3 separate regions of the Danio rerio genome follow, and regions 1 and 2 are each linked to region 3. The links are chromatin contacts, called in public Hi-C maps. All regions are on one chromosome and are shown on one strand. The core of a region is the stretch at or near the end of the contact, and the rest is flanking DNA. Distances in the headings are between cores, read along the strand shown. Region 1 has its middle 93 kb from the start of traf3ip2b. Region 2 overlaps gli2b (GLI family zinc finger 2b). Region 3 holds the start of gli2b (GLI family zinc finger 2b).

Region 1 (3,996 bases), core at 277-2,776, 210 kb after region 3:
AAAAATACTCCTTTACTGTTTCACAAAATAAAGTTTTAAGAGTTTTCAGGTGAGAATGTAGTTGTTTTAAACTCGAATCAGCAGTTTATTCACAAAGATAGCGCTTCTTTAACGATGTGGCTCAACTTATGCGGACTCTGACTCCCAGCCTGCCAGCGGGAGCTCCGTCATCAGCTCCCCCGCCAGAGCAGCTTTACTTCGGCCAGGCCATCTCGGATGTACCGCTATACCTCATCACTCCATTTTTGTTAACATGTTATTTAATACATCTTGTGCATATCTAACGGACAGTTTTTGGTCTTATAAATCTATTGTTTGTTCTCAGGTGTATTATTTTGGCAGTGTTATTTTGTTACCTTTTATAATTGTCTTTAGTTATGTTACGGTGTCGTACGCTGTTTGTCTTTGTTTACCAAATTGTTTGACGTAATCTTTATTTCCTATTGTGTGTATAATTACCATTGCAGTTTAATAAATCTGATAATCAAATACGTGTCAGTGTAAAAAATTCATTCATTCATTCATTTTCTTGTCGGCTTAGTCCCTTTATTAATCCGGGGTCGCCACAGGGGAATGAACCGCCAACTTATCCAGCAAGTTTTTACACAGCGGATGCCCTTCCAGCCGCAACCCATCTCTGGGAAACATCCACACACAGATTCACACACACACTCATACACTACGGACAATTTAGCCTACCCAATTCACCTGTACCGCATGTCTTTGGACTGTGGGGGAAACCGGAGCACCCGGAGGAAACCCACGCGAACGCAGGGAGAACATGCATACTCCACACAGAAACGCCAACTGAGTCGAGGTTCGAACCAGCGACCTTCTTGCTGTGAGGCGACAGCACTACCTACTGCGCCACTGCCATAATCGATTTTTATCAATTTAATTGATTCGTTGTTGCAGCCCTAATCCGAACCCAACACGATTCGTTTATTCAACTCTGAGTCGACTAAAGAGTCAATAGTTTTAAACAAGGAGCACTTTCAGATTTAAACCTGGATGTGTTCATTCACTCAGAGCTGTGTTACACAGATCATTTTCAATAACCTATAATAGGGGCTCTTTAAAAATGTAGTTAAAATCTGATTAACTCAACATGAACATTTTTGTTGTCTTGACTTTTTGACAGTGCATGCAAATAAACACCGGTGGATCAAAATCATTCAGTATCCTCCGAGCTGTTAGATTAAACGTTAGGAAACATGTTTGGCAGTGCACAAAGTAATCTGCGCATTTCTCTTTTCATATTTCACAAAAAAAAGAAACGGGTCATTTTACTGCGAGACATGAAAGCGAAGCGCAAACATGCCCCCCGGTGATGCGGCGCAGGCCTCCGCCATTAAACCTTGTTTATGGATCACAAAGCAAACAATAACAAACAAAAGAAATCGCACGTAATTAGCAGAGGTGGCAATTTGAAACAGATGTGCGCTCTGGCCGCGGCCCAGTCGCTCTTAAATACACCGAGCAAAAAACGCTTCAAATCCTGCTCTCAGCCAATCAGGGCGGAGCTGGAGTCCCGGCGGCCCTGGGGTCAAAGGTGGCCCGAGCTGAAGCAGATCTGAGGCCTGGAGCCGAACACTATCATAAATCCAGCAGCTCAGAGGAAGACATGCTTTACAGCGGCGCTAAATCACAACAGACACACAGAGCGCTCTGTAAAGCAACACCGCCAACTCTAATTCACAATCAATACTTCACTAAATGATGCTGCATGAGATCCAGTTGAAGATATTGATATTCATTCAGTTCAGTTTCATTTGAGTCTATTTGTATAGTGATTTTTACAACGTGCTGCTTTACAACAGGCGAACATTATTGCATTACAATCACATTCGGTTATAGGGTTATAAGTTACCATTGCTTTACTAGTTACTAATAACTTTACCTAACTAGTAACTAATAGCTTTTAACAGTTAAATTTATTATATATTTAATTCACCTTTATTTCTGCACTGTTAACCCGAATGTTGTCTTTACATAAGCCATTAAGTTAAGTTGACTAAACATAACTTAAAATTTAGCATTTTGGTCTTGTCACTTACAAATACGAGTCAATTTAACTATGTACCATGAAAATGCATATACTTAAGATTTCAAGTGTAGTGAGCTCAAAAAAATTATTAATCCTTTGAAAAAAAATCATTTTCACAAATGTAGTCTTGACTGTAAAAATATGAGCAAACTTTTAAGTGCAAGGTCTTTTTTTTTAATCAGGAAACAAATGGCTTCAGGTATAATTATTCATCATAATGTGAATAAATGGCTACATATTTTTTGTTTAAAATTTATTGAAACATTTTTTCATAGTATGTTATTACACACACACGAAGTCAGAATTATTAGCCCCCTTTTTTCTCTTTTAAATATTTCCCAAATGATTTTTAACAGAGCAAGGAAATTTTCACAGTATGTCTGATAATATTTTTTCTTCTAGAGAAAGTCTTATTTGTTTTATTTTGGCTACAGTCAAGGCAGTTATTAATTTTTTTAAAACATTTTTGGGATAAAATATTAGCCCCTTTAAGCTAATTATATATATATATATATATATATATATATATATATATATATATATATATATATATATATTTATTTATTTTATTTTTTTAAGGTTTATTAGTATTAAATACTAAGTAGATTCATATTAAATACTAATGCGACAAACAATAGGAAACGTCCATCGACTATGGACCTTTTATTTATTATTAAAGTCTGTATTTCAGCATAAAACACAATTTAAGTATGTAGTAAAACAAAAGATACAATTTAAATACAAATAATTTTAGCATGAGCTCCATTTAAAGCTGTTGTATTTCTTTAAATGTATTGCATTATTTTTGCAATTAAGTCCAGTTTGAATTATGCAGCTTTCAATTTATTACCTTTAATAACAGCTTAAATCAGTCAAATGAGCATTTAAAGATGACACAAAAAGTGTTTTTTATTCCCATGTGAGTGTATAATAGAATCAGCATTGGCCCGGTTTACTCCAGCACAGTCCTACTTACAGTGAGACAATATAAGTGCGTGAAATAACACAAGAAAGCAACAAGTGTGCAAAACTCAGCCGTGGATTATCAGCACAACGCGCCCCCTAGTGGAGACTGATGCGTTTTGTGCAAATGCGCACCTGAATATGATCTGAATCAATCTAAATATAATTAATGGCATTTGCAAAACTCCCCACAGCTTTTGCATCCTCATTGTCAGCGAAATCATTAAATGCATTTAATTCATGGTGATTTTATTATTTTATTGAAAGCTGAAGGCATGAGTTAAGGCTGCATGATAGAGGGGGAAAATCAACATTGGATTATTTAATTTTTGTGCAATACTATGTCTATTTTCATCATATAATTTATAGGTTTATTATGATTGGGGGGGGGGGTGGTAGGGCATTGCATCTGCATGAAATGTAATAAACCAATCACAAGCATTGATAAATACAGTAAAGCAAACATGCTAATTAAATAAACAATGTTTTATGGCTTTTGTGGGAGTCCAGCAATATTCAGGCTCTAATTGAATGATTAATTGTTTAAAAAATACAGTATATCATTGTATAAATACAGCTCAAAAATATTTGTATATATATTCTTTCAAATGTTTCCCACACTCTAAAAACTGCTGGCTTGAAAACAACCCAATTTGGGTTGTTTTGGTAACCCAGCGCTGGGTAAAAAAGGGACAAACCCAACACTGGGTTACTTTAACCCAACATGTTGGGTTACATATTTAACCCAGCATGCTGGGTTGGGATTTTAACCCAACTATTACTACACTGCTGGGTTGAATGTAACCCAAAATGGGTCAGAAATTTAATCTAGAAACTGCTGATTAAAATCACTAAAATTAAAATAATTCTACAGCAATACATAGTTGTTCAGTAATGGAATTTTATTTATGACAAAAGATAAAATGTGTCCAAATGAATTTAAGACATTTTTCCCATCTGCATCTCAGCATTAACCCTTTAACTGC
Region 2 (4,532 bases), core at 1,283-3,782, 140 kb after region 3:
TAAATTCCTTGAATGAAAGAGCCAAACTGCAGTTAAAGTCCACCATTTAATAATTTGGCAAATAATTCGACTACAGATGTCCATGTAGGTTAAAAACCATCACTTTCTCGTGTGTGTGTGTGTGTGTGTGTATTTTGACTCTGAAACTCGCTCGTGCCCAAATAGACACTCCCACACCATCCCTCTTCAGTTCCTCCGACACTCCCCCCTAAACAGAGCTGGACACGCCCACTTTTCTGACTTTTTCCAAAGTAGAGGTGTGAAAACATCCTGCTGAAACGAGGGGGTCTCATGGCCCTTCAAGGTGTCACTGACCTCTGACCTAAAGGACACAGCATTAGTCTGTCTAGATGATCTGAATTGTTCAGGTGAAACTGAGCAACTTCTGAAGACCACAGGTGAACAATGTAGTAATGTAGGCAAGGCAAGTTTATTTCTATAAGACATTTCATACACAGCGGCAAATCAAAGAGCTTTACATAAACATGAATAAGAGACAAGTATAATAAAATTAAAAACAAATGATAACAGTGATTAAAATCAGATTAAATGAGTTAAAAAACACAATGAAAAAAGAAGAGAAAAACTTAACAGTAAACATATCAGGCTAAATAATTCAAATAATTATTTTGTTTAGTTAATTTTGTCATCTAATACTTTTTTTACTTTTGATCGAGTAACTTTTAAGATTGTTACTTTTACTTTTACTTGAGTAAACATTCTCGCAAGTACTTTTACTTGGGTGTAGATTTTGGATACTCTACCCACCTCTGCTGGAGACAATACAAAACTAATATTGCTGAAGGGGCTAATAAAATTGACCTTAAAATGGCTTTAAAACAATTAAAAACAGATTTTATTTCAGCTGAAATAAAACCAAAAAGACTTTGTCCAGAAGATAAAATATTATAGGAAATACTGTGAAAAATTCCCTTTCGAAAATGAATATTTTTATCCATTTTTCAGTGATTATTGACCTTATTCTCCGCAGACGAGCAGGCGCTGCCATTTGAATCTTTTTGGCACGAGACTTCCGGTCTTATTTACTTCCATTCATTTTTAGACATTAAAAACTGCTCGTTTCGCTGTTTGATGTTGCAAACTGATATTTTCTTGTTATATTATTCTACTTGGTCTGTATAGTCATGCAAACATTTGTTTTGTAGAGCAAGTACTTTGACCGTTTTTTGCCGTTTATTATTCCGTGTCATTTCTCCCATAGGCGACTGAAACGGAAGATCTAAGACAATCACAAAAACAGGCGCACTTCCGCATTTTAGAATAAGGTCAATAGGCAATCACTTCTGGTGCATTTAACCTCTTAAAGTCAAGAGCTATTTTAGGGTTTCCACCTTTATTTTGCCTACCCAATATTAAAAGCTTTCCAAAATCCACATGCAGAGGTGTAAATGCAAAAAAAATGGTTTTTATTTTAAAGAAAACCCTTTAAATTTTTATAAAACACTGTTGAAAGTGATTAAAATAATTGTATATGTGGTCTGTGTTATAAAAAAAACCTCTCCGAACCCCCTCTTTTTTTTTTTTGTAGACTCAAATTTGAAAGTGAAACCTTTTAGGTTCTGTGTGGTCTGGGTTGTTGTCATTTATTTTGGTGGTTACTGCACATTTCAGTAATCAGAGGAAAAAAATGTCATCATAATCTATGCAAAAGTTATTCTATTCCAACTGATGAGAGAACGGAACTACTTATGGTGCTATTGGGCCAGTACAGACCTTGACAATTTAAAGAATGCAGAAGTAAACAATGTCACGGACCCAGTACCACGCACGCACGCACGCACGCACGCACGCAGAGTTTAACAAAACAGATTTATGAAACATCATGTTCATTAAAATAAGAGTCAGACGACATGCTGGCTCAGTGGTTAGCAAGAAGGTTGCTGGTTCGAGTCCCGGCTGGGTCAGTTGGCATTTTCTGTGTGGAGTTTGCATGTTCTCCCCGTGTTGGCGTGGGTTTCCTCCGGGTGCTCCGGTTTACCCCACAGTCAAAACACATGCGCTATAGGGGAATTGATGAAATAAATTGGCCGTAGTGTGTGTGTGAATGAGTGTGTATGGGTATTTCCCAGTACTGGGTTGCATCTAGAAGGGCATCCGCTGTGTAAAACATATGTTGGAATAGTTGGCGGTTCATTCCACTGTGGAAACCCTGATTAATAATGGGACTAAGCCGAAAAGAAAATGAATAAATGAATATAAATGATATAATAAGGATAGAATAATCGCAGATTGTTGATCAGACTGAGTGATGTGGCTGGGTTTAGGGGGTGAAATGGGTCAAAGGTGTGTGTGTTCACGGCTGACTGCTCTCTGTGTGATGTTTAATGTGCTTTCCTGAGACGGATGATCAATCCCAGCATGCACTGCTCCTGTGTGGGGAACCAGCAGTTTCTGGAGCATTCCAGACAAGCAGTGGAGCGTACAGAGAGAGAAAGAGACTGTCCGTCACACACACACACACACACACACACTGAGACACACACATACACACAAAGTCACACACAGGCACACACACCCACATGCACTTACGGACATACTGTACAGTCCAAAACACCTACATGTACACACACAAAAACACACACACACACACACACACAAACACATGCATGCACAAACATTTAACACAACACATGCAACACACATGCACATTCAACAAAACACAATATGCATGCACACACATTCAACACAAAACACACCACTTCACACACAACACATGCACATACACACACACACACACATGCATGCACCCACACACGCAAATTCAACACAACACACACATACACACAATCTCTCTTTATTCCTCTACACACCAGTAACAAGTTGTTATCAGTGATTGTGTGTGTGTGTCAGTATGTGTGTTATAGTCTCAGTGTGTGTGTGTGTGTGTGTGTGTGTGTGTGTGTGTGTGTGCGCGCAAGCACATGTGGCTTTGTTCGTATTAGTATATATATATATATATATATGTGTGTGTGAGTGTGCGTGCGTGTGTGTGTGTTCCTGTGTGTATCTGTGTGTATCACCTGTATTTTATTATACTTATGTACAAATCTGACTGAGGGGCAGCACAGTGGGTAGCACGATCGCTTCACAGCAAGAAGGTCGCTAGTATGAGTCCCAGCTGGGTCAGTTTGCATTACAGTGTGGAGTTTGCATGTTCTCCCCGTGTTGGTGTGGGTTTCCTCCGGGTGCTCCGGTTTCCCCCACAGTCCAAACACATGTGCTATAGGGGAACTGATGAACTAAACTGGCTGTAGTGTATGAGTGTGTATGGGTGTTTCCCAGTATTGGGTTGCAACTGGAGGGGCATCTCCTGTGTAAAAGACACAGAATAAAAATGAATGAATAAATAAGAATGAAATGAATAAATGAATGAAAGAATGAAGGAATGAAATGTGACTGAACAGTAGGAAGGTTGTTTTAGAGTTAACCAACTCTTTTGAATCAATTCTTTTTTTTACATTTGACATTTTGTTCCTTCAGTTTCATTGATTGAATTGTCATTTATCATCTTCTGAACTCTCAGATCTTCATTTAAGACCCTCTGAACATTAAAAACTCCATTTTGCAGGATGTGTGTGTGTTTAAAGGATTCATTTAGACGGTTCAGAACAAAGTTGATTCACTGAATCTTTAGTGATTGAGACACACAGGCTGGCGGCTGTTTGATCTCCTGAGATGAACAAATGCAGTGCGGATTTAGAAAGTGTTTGTCGTTAATTGCATTGTCTCACAGTCACACACACACACACACACACACACACACACACACACACACACACACACACACCCCGTCACATTCTGACAGATGCACTGATGGATGAATGGCTCTATTAGACACACACTGCTTTATTTTCTCCAGCTCTTGCTGTTTTGTTAAGCCTCTAACAAGCATTGTGCATTACTGGAGACACTTTCATTACTGATCACTAGGGCCAGACAGAATCTGCGAACTTTTTTTGCCATTTCTGCTGAGAATTTTGTAAAGACTCTGCGGATTTATGTGGAATGATTTTGGGAGTATCATAACTAAAACCTTAATATATGAAATAAAAAAGTTACTAAGTTCCTACTCTCACCTATGGTCATGAGCTTTGGGTCATGACTCAAAGGACAAGATCTCAGATATAAGCTGCCGAAATCAGTTTCCTTCGCGGGGTGGCAGGGCGCACACTATTAGACAGGGTGAGGAGCTCTGAAACCCGGGAGGAGCTCGGAGTAGAGCCGCTGCTCCTCCACATCTAGAGAAGTCAGCTGAGGTGGCTCAGGCATCTGTTTCGGATGCCGCCTGGACGCCTACCTAGGGTGTTCCAGGCATGTTCCACTAGGAGGAGGCTTTGGGGAAGACCCAGGACATGCTGGAGGGACTATGTCTCTTGGCTGGCCTGGTAACCTTGGGATCCTCCCGGAGGAGCTGAGGGAAGTCTGGGGTTCTTTCCTAACGCCCCATTCACACGGGGCTTCAGTGTCAACGCTTGACTGAAGGTGTGTCTGAAGTTTGGGCTGAAGTGACC
Region 3 (4,487 bases), core at 1,657-4,156:
ACTAATTAACAAGAGAGTAGCCTAAATACTGTAGTATACTTTGCTTGATGGTTCAAAAACACTACTATAAATTACTCTGGTATTTTTCAATGCAGCATTAGATCATTTTCAGCATGACCTTATAGAAAACTATACAATACACCACATTTTACCGTAGTAAAAATTATTTTATTAAAGTAAACTACAGTATTTGTACGCTGTAGTGTCATTGATTAACAGTGTTGTAAGTACTACTGTGTTTCTACATGCATAAATACAGTATTTATTTGATTAACATAAATAACAGACACAGTATAAGATACTTTACTATAATATTTACTATAGTATTTGTTTTGTTTTGATTTTCATGCAAGAATTTTTTGCATGACCTTGTAGAAAAAGCTATACAATACACCACAGTTTACTGTAGTAAAGATTAAAGTATACTACATTATTGATTACTGTTGTTTATCAGTTTACTGTATGTTCTAGCACTAATTAACAAAGAGTAGGTTGCAAATACTACAGTTTCAAAAACACTGTACTTTTCTTTATGTGGGTTTTCATGCAACATAACATTTTTTAAAGCATGACCTTGTGAAAAACTATACAATACAGGACAATTTACTGTAAAAACAACTAAAATATAGTATATAACAGTAGTTGATTACACTATAGTATTTACTGTAGTATTTTTCTTTCATGCAACATTAGATGTGTTTTCTGCATGGCCTTGTGGATATAGTGAGTTTTAGATTTTACTACACTAATTGTATACAATACACCATGATTTACTGTAGTGAAATTTAAAGTAAACAACATTCATTAAAGAATACTACAGTTTCAAAAACACTGTAGTATTTTTTAATGTGGGTTTTCATGCAACATAACATTTTTTTAAGCATGCCCTTGTGAAGAACTATACAATACTCGACAATTTACTGTAGTAATGCCTAAAGTATAGTATATAATGTACACTGCAGTATTAAATAACACTATAGTATTTCCTGCAGTATTTTTCTTTCATGCAACATTAGATGTGTTTTCTGCATGGCCTTGTGGATATAGTTACTTTTAGATTTTACCACACTAACTGTACACAATACACCATGATTTACTATAGTGAAATCTAAAGTTTACAGCATTTATTAAAGAATACTACAGTTTCAAAAACACTGTATTTTTCTTTATGTGGGTTTTCATGCAACATAACATTTTTTTTCAGCATGACATTGTGAAAAACTATACAATACAGGACAATTTACTGTAGTAAGGACTAAAGTATAGTATATAATGTACACTGCAGTATTTATTAACACTATAGTATTTACTGTAGTATTTTTTCATGTTGGTAACTATTATATGGTTCAAAAACACTAGTATTTATTGCAGTATTTTTCTTTCATGCAACATTAGATGTGTTTTCAGCATGACTTGTGGATATAGTTAGTTTTAGATTTTACTACACTAATTGTACACAATACACCATGATTTACTGTAAGGCAAGGCAAGGCAAGTTTATTTATATAGCACATTTCATACACAATGGCAATTCAAAGTGCTTTACATAAACAAGAATAAAAGAAACAAGTAAAATAAATATAAAAACAAATAATAAAAATGCGTAAAAACAAAACAAAACATAACAACAGGTAAAATGTGATATAAAAGAATGAAGAAAAAGAGAAAAACATGATAGTGCAATCTGTCGGACGCAGCACACTGTAGTGAAATCTAAAGTTTACAGCATTCATTTAAGAATACTACAGTTTCAAAAACACTGTATTTTTCTTTATGTGGGTTTTCATGCAACATAACATTTTTTTTCAGCATGACATTGTGAAAAACTATACATGACAATTTACTGTAGTAAGGACTAAAGTATAGTATATAATGTACACTGCAGTATTTATTAACACTATAGTATTTACTGTAGTATTTTTTCATGTTGGTAACTATTATATGGTTCAAAAACACTAGTATTTATTGCAGTATTTTTCTTTCATGCAACATTAGATGTGTTTTCTGCATGGCCTTTTGGATATAGTTAATTTTAGATTTTTCTACACTAATTGTATAAAATACACCATGATTTACTGTAGTAAATTTGAAGTATACAACATTTATAATAGAATACTACAGTTTCAAAAACACTCTATATTTACTGTAGTATTTTTCTTTCATGCACTATTAGATGTGTTTTCTGCATGGCCTTGTGGATATAGTTAGTTTTTGGTTTTACTACACTAATTGTACACAATACACCATGATTTACTGTAGTGAAATTTAAAGTATACAACATTTATAATACAATACTACAGTTTCAAAAACACTGTATTTTTCTTTATGTGGGTTTTCATGCAACATAACATTTTTTAAAGCATGATTTTCTGAAAAACTACACAATACAGGACAATTTACTGTAAAAACAACTAAAATATAGTATAACAGTATTAAATAACACTATAGTATTTCCTGCAGTATTTTTCTTTCATGCAACATTAGATGTGTTTTCTGCATGGCCTTGTGGATATAGTTACTTTTAGATTTTACTACACTAATTGTATACAATACACCATGATTTACTGTAGTAAAACCTAAAGTTTACAGCATTTATTAAAGAATACTCCAGTTTTTATGCTGTTGTAACATTGATTAGCATACATTCTGTAATATACACATATCAGGCAGTGTAATATGGTTCAAAAACACGGTGGTATTTTTATTTATGTGGGTTTTCATGCAACATTAGATTTTTTCAGCATGACCTTGTGAAAAACTTGTAACTTTTGTCATCCGCGTTGAGTTCAGTGTGAAGAAGCCCGACCCATGAGAGAGAGAGAGAGAGAGAGAGAGAGAGAGAGAGAGAGAGAGAGAGAGAGAGAGAGAGAGAGAGAGAGAGAGTTGAAAACAGATCACCCCGGGGTCTCACCGCAAACAGTCGCGCTCTCCAAAAACTCTTGTGCTGTTTTTATTTCCCAAAGTTCCCCGCTCGTCCGCGCGCTCCCCAACACATGATCCCGCCCAACACAACTTGACTCGCTCGTTCTCACTGATGGAGCCTAAAAGTTGGAGAAAGTGAACTTTCTGTGAATGATTCCCGCCGCAGATGTGCTGAATCCGTGCTGCTCTCCGCTCGTGTTTTGATGGATGTTCGCGGGACGCGCTTCTGTTTGCTGGAGCCAGAAAGTTTGCAGTGAAGAAAGAGTTTGATCGTGTTTGCGAGCTTTGGTTCACTCTTCACAGCTGGTAAGGCATTTCTACACACGCTTGGACGCGCATGTTTATATTTTAGCGGAGATCTGAGTGTGTTTTAGTTTTGACTCGTGATGTTTTAAGTTTATTGTTGAGGCGTGTGTTGTTTAAAAGTGCATCGTAGATGAGGAGAGACGAGATTTTCGACTCTTGTTTGACTCCTGACACTGGAATCCCAAACATTCTCCTGCAATTTGATCCATATGGGGGAAGATGCGATCAGAAGGTGCCAGGCACCAATCCTGAACACATCTACTCATCCAGGCGTGCTAGAAAGAGTCTGTGTGTGTGCTTTAGGTCGCTCGTTATATGCTTGTTCACATTTCATGCAAAAAAATTAAATAAAAAATCTTGGGTTGTTTTAACCTGCATATAAATTAACTTTTACTTCACATTTTATTTTAGTATATATTTTTTTCGCTATTAATAAAACAGTTACTGAGACTTTTAGCGCAATAAACTACTAATTTGCTGTTTAATAATAATTAGCAAGGTTGTTGTTGGGATTAAGGGTGTAAAATAAGAAACTTTATAAGTACTAATAAACATACAATATCCTAATATACACATTTTTTTGCTATTAACAAACAATTAACTGAGACTTTTAGCTCGATAAACCAATAATTTGCTGTTTAATTATAGTTAATATGGTGGTAGTTTGGATTAAGGATGTAGAATAGGAGACTTTATAAGTACTAATAAACAGAAAATATCTTAAGAGACAGATTTATGCTATTAACAAACCATTAACTGAGACTTTTAGCTTACTAAACTACTAATTGGCCGTTTAATGATATAAATAAGGTATTAGGGATGTAGAATAAGAAACTTTATGAGTACTAATAAACAGACAATATATGCATGCATTGTAAAAATGCATGATTTTACACAATAGATTTTTGTTTAGTACAACATGAAGAAATTAAGTTGACTTACTACTACAAATTTAAGTGGATTAAGCATAAAATAATTAAGTTGTTCCAAAAAAATCCTGAATAATTTTGTTTTTTCAGCTCATTTTAAAATAAATAGTTTGACAAACATCTTTTTTTTTTAATGTAAGATGCCATTTTTGGCTATTAACAATCCACTAACTGAGACTTTTAGCTTAATAAACTACTAATTTGCTGTTTAATAATAATTATTTAGGTAGAAGTTAAGAATAGGTATTGGGGGTGTAGAATAATTAACTTTATACAGATATTTGCTATTAACAAATCATTAACTTTTAGCTCAATAAACTATAAATTTGT

What was found. A called contact is a pair of places that touch in the nucleus more often than the background predicts.
Region 1: a contact with region 3 is called in a Hi-C map of hematopoietic stem cells, with 5 times the contacts expected there. The contact joins the enhancer-like site here to the promoter of gli2b in region 3. A contact is called at or near these places in 6 of 18 Hi-C or Micro-C datasets (caudal fin, embryo, fibroblasts and 2 more) and 3 of 4 datasets of contacts at active chromatin or transcription factors (caudal fin, embryo and gastrula embryo).
Region 2: a Hi-C map of an unstated tissue shows a contact between it and region 3, with 4 times the contacts expected there. The contact joins the enhancer-like site here to the promoter of gli2b in region 3. A contact is called at or near these places in 1 of 18 Hi-C or Micro-C datasets (an unstated tissue) and 1 of 4 datasets of contacts at active chromatin or transcription factors (gastrula embryo).

Annotation. Positions count from the first base shown.
Region 1 is chr11:46,447,680-46,451,675 of GRCz12tu, forward strand. No RefSeq gene overlaps it. Among named protein-coding and RNA genes, the nearest start is that of traf3ip2b, 93 kb to the right of the region's middle. Within about 2 kb of position 1,527, at least 16 of the 62 cell types and tissues checked have an H3K27ac peak or open chromatin away from gene starts, as enhancers often do.
Region 2 is chr11:46,372,564-46,377,095 of GRCz12tu, forward strand. The region is part of intron 9 of gli2b (GLI family zinc finger 2b); the gene reads left to right. Among named protein-coding and RNA genes, the nearest start is that of gli2b, 140 kb to the left of the region's middle. Within about 2 kb of position 2,533, at least 4 of the 62 cell types and tissues checked have an H3K27ac peak or open chromatin away from gene starts, as enhancers often do.
Region 3 is chr11:46,236,766-46,241,252 of GRCz12tu, forward strand. gli2b (GLI family zinc finger 2b) reads left to right here and starts at 2,907. Exons shown (of 14, transcript NM_001015069.1): 1 at 2,907-3,228. It also overlaps a transcript of tmem63bb not described here.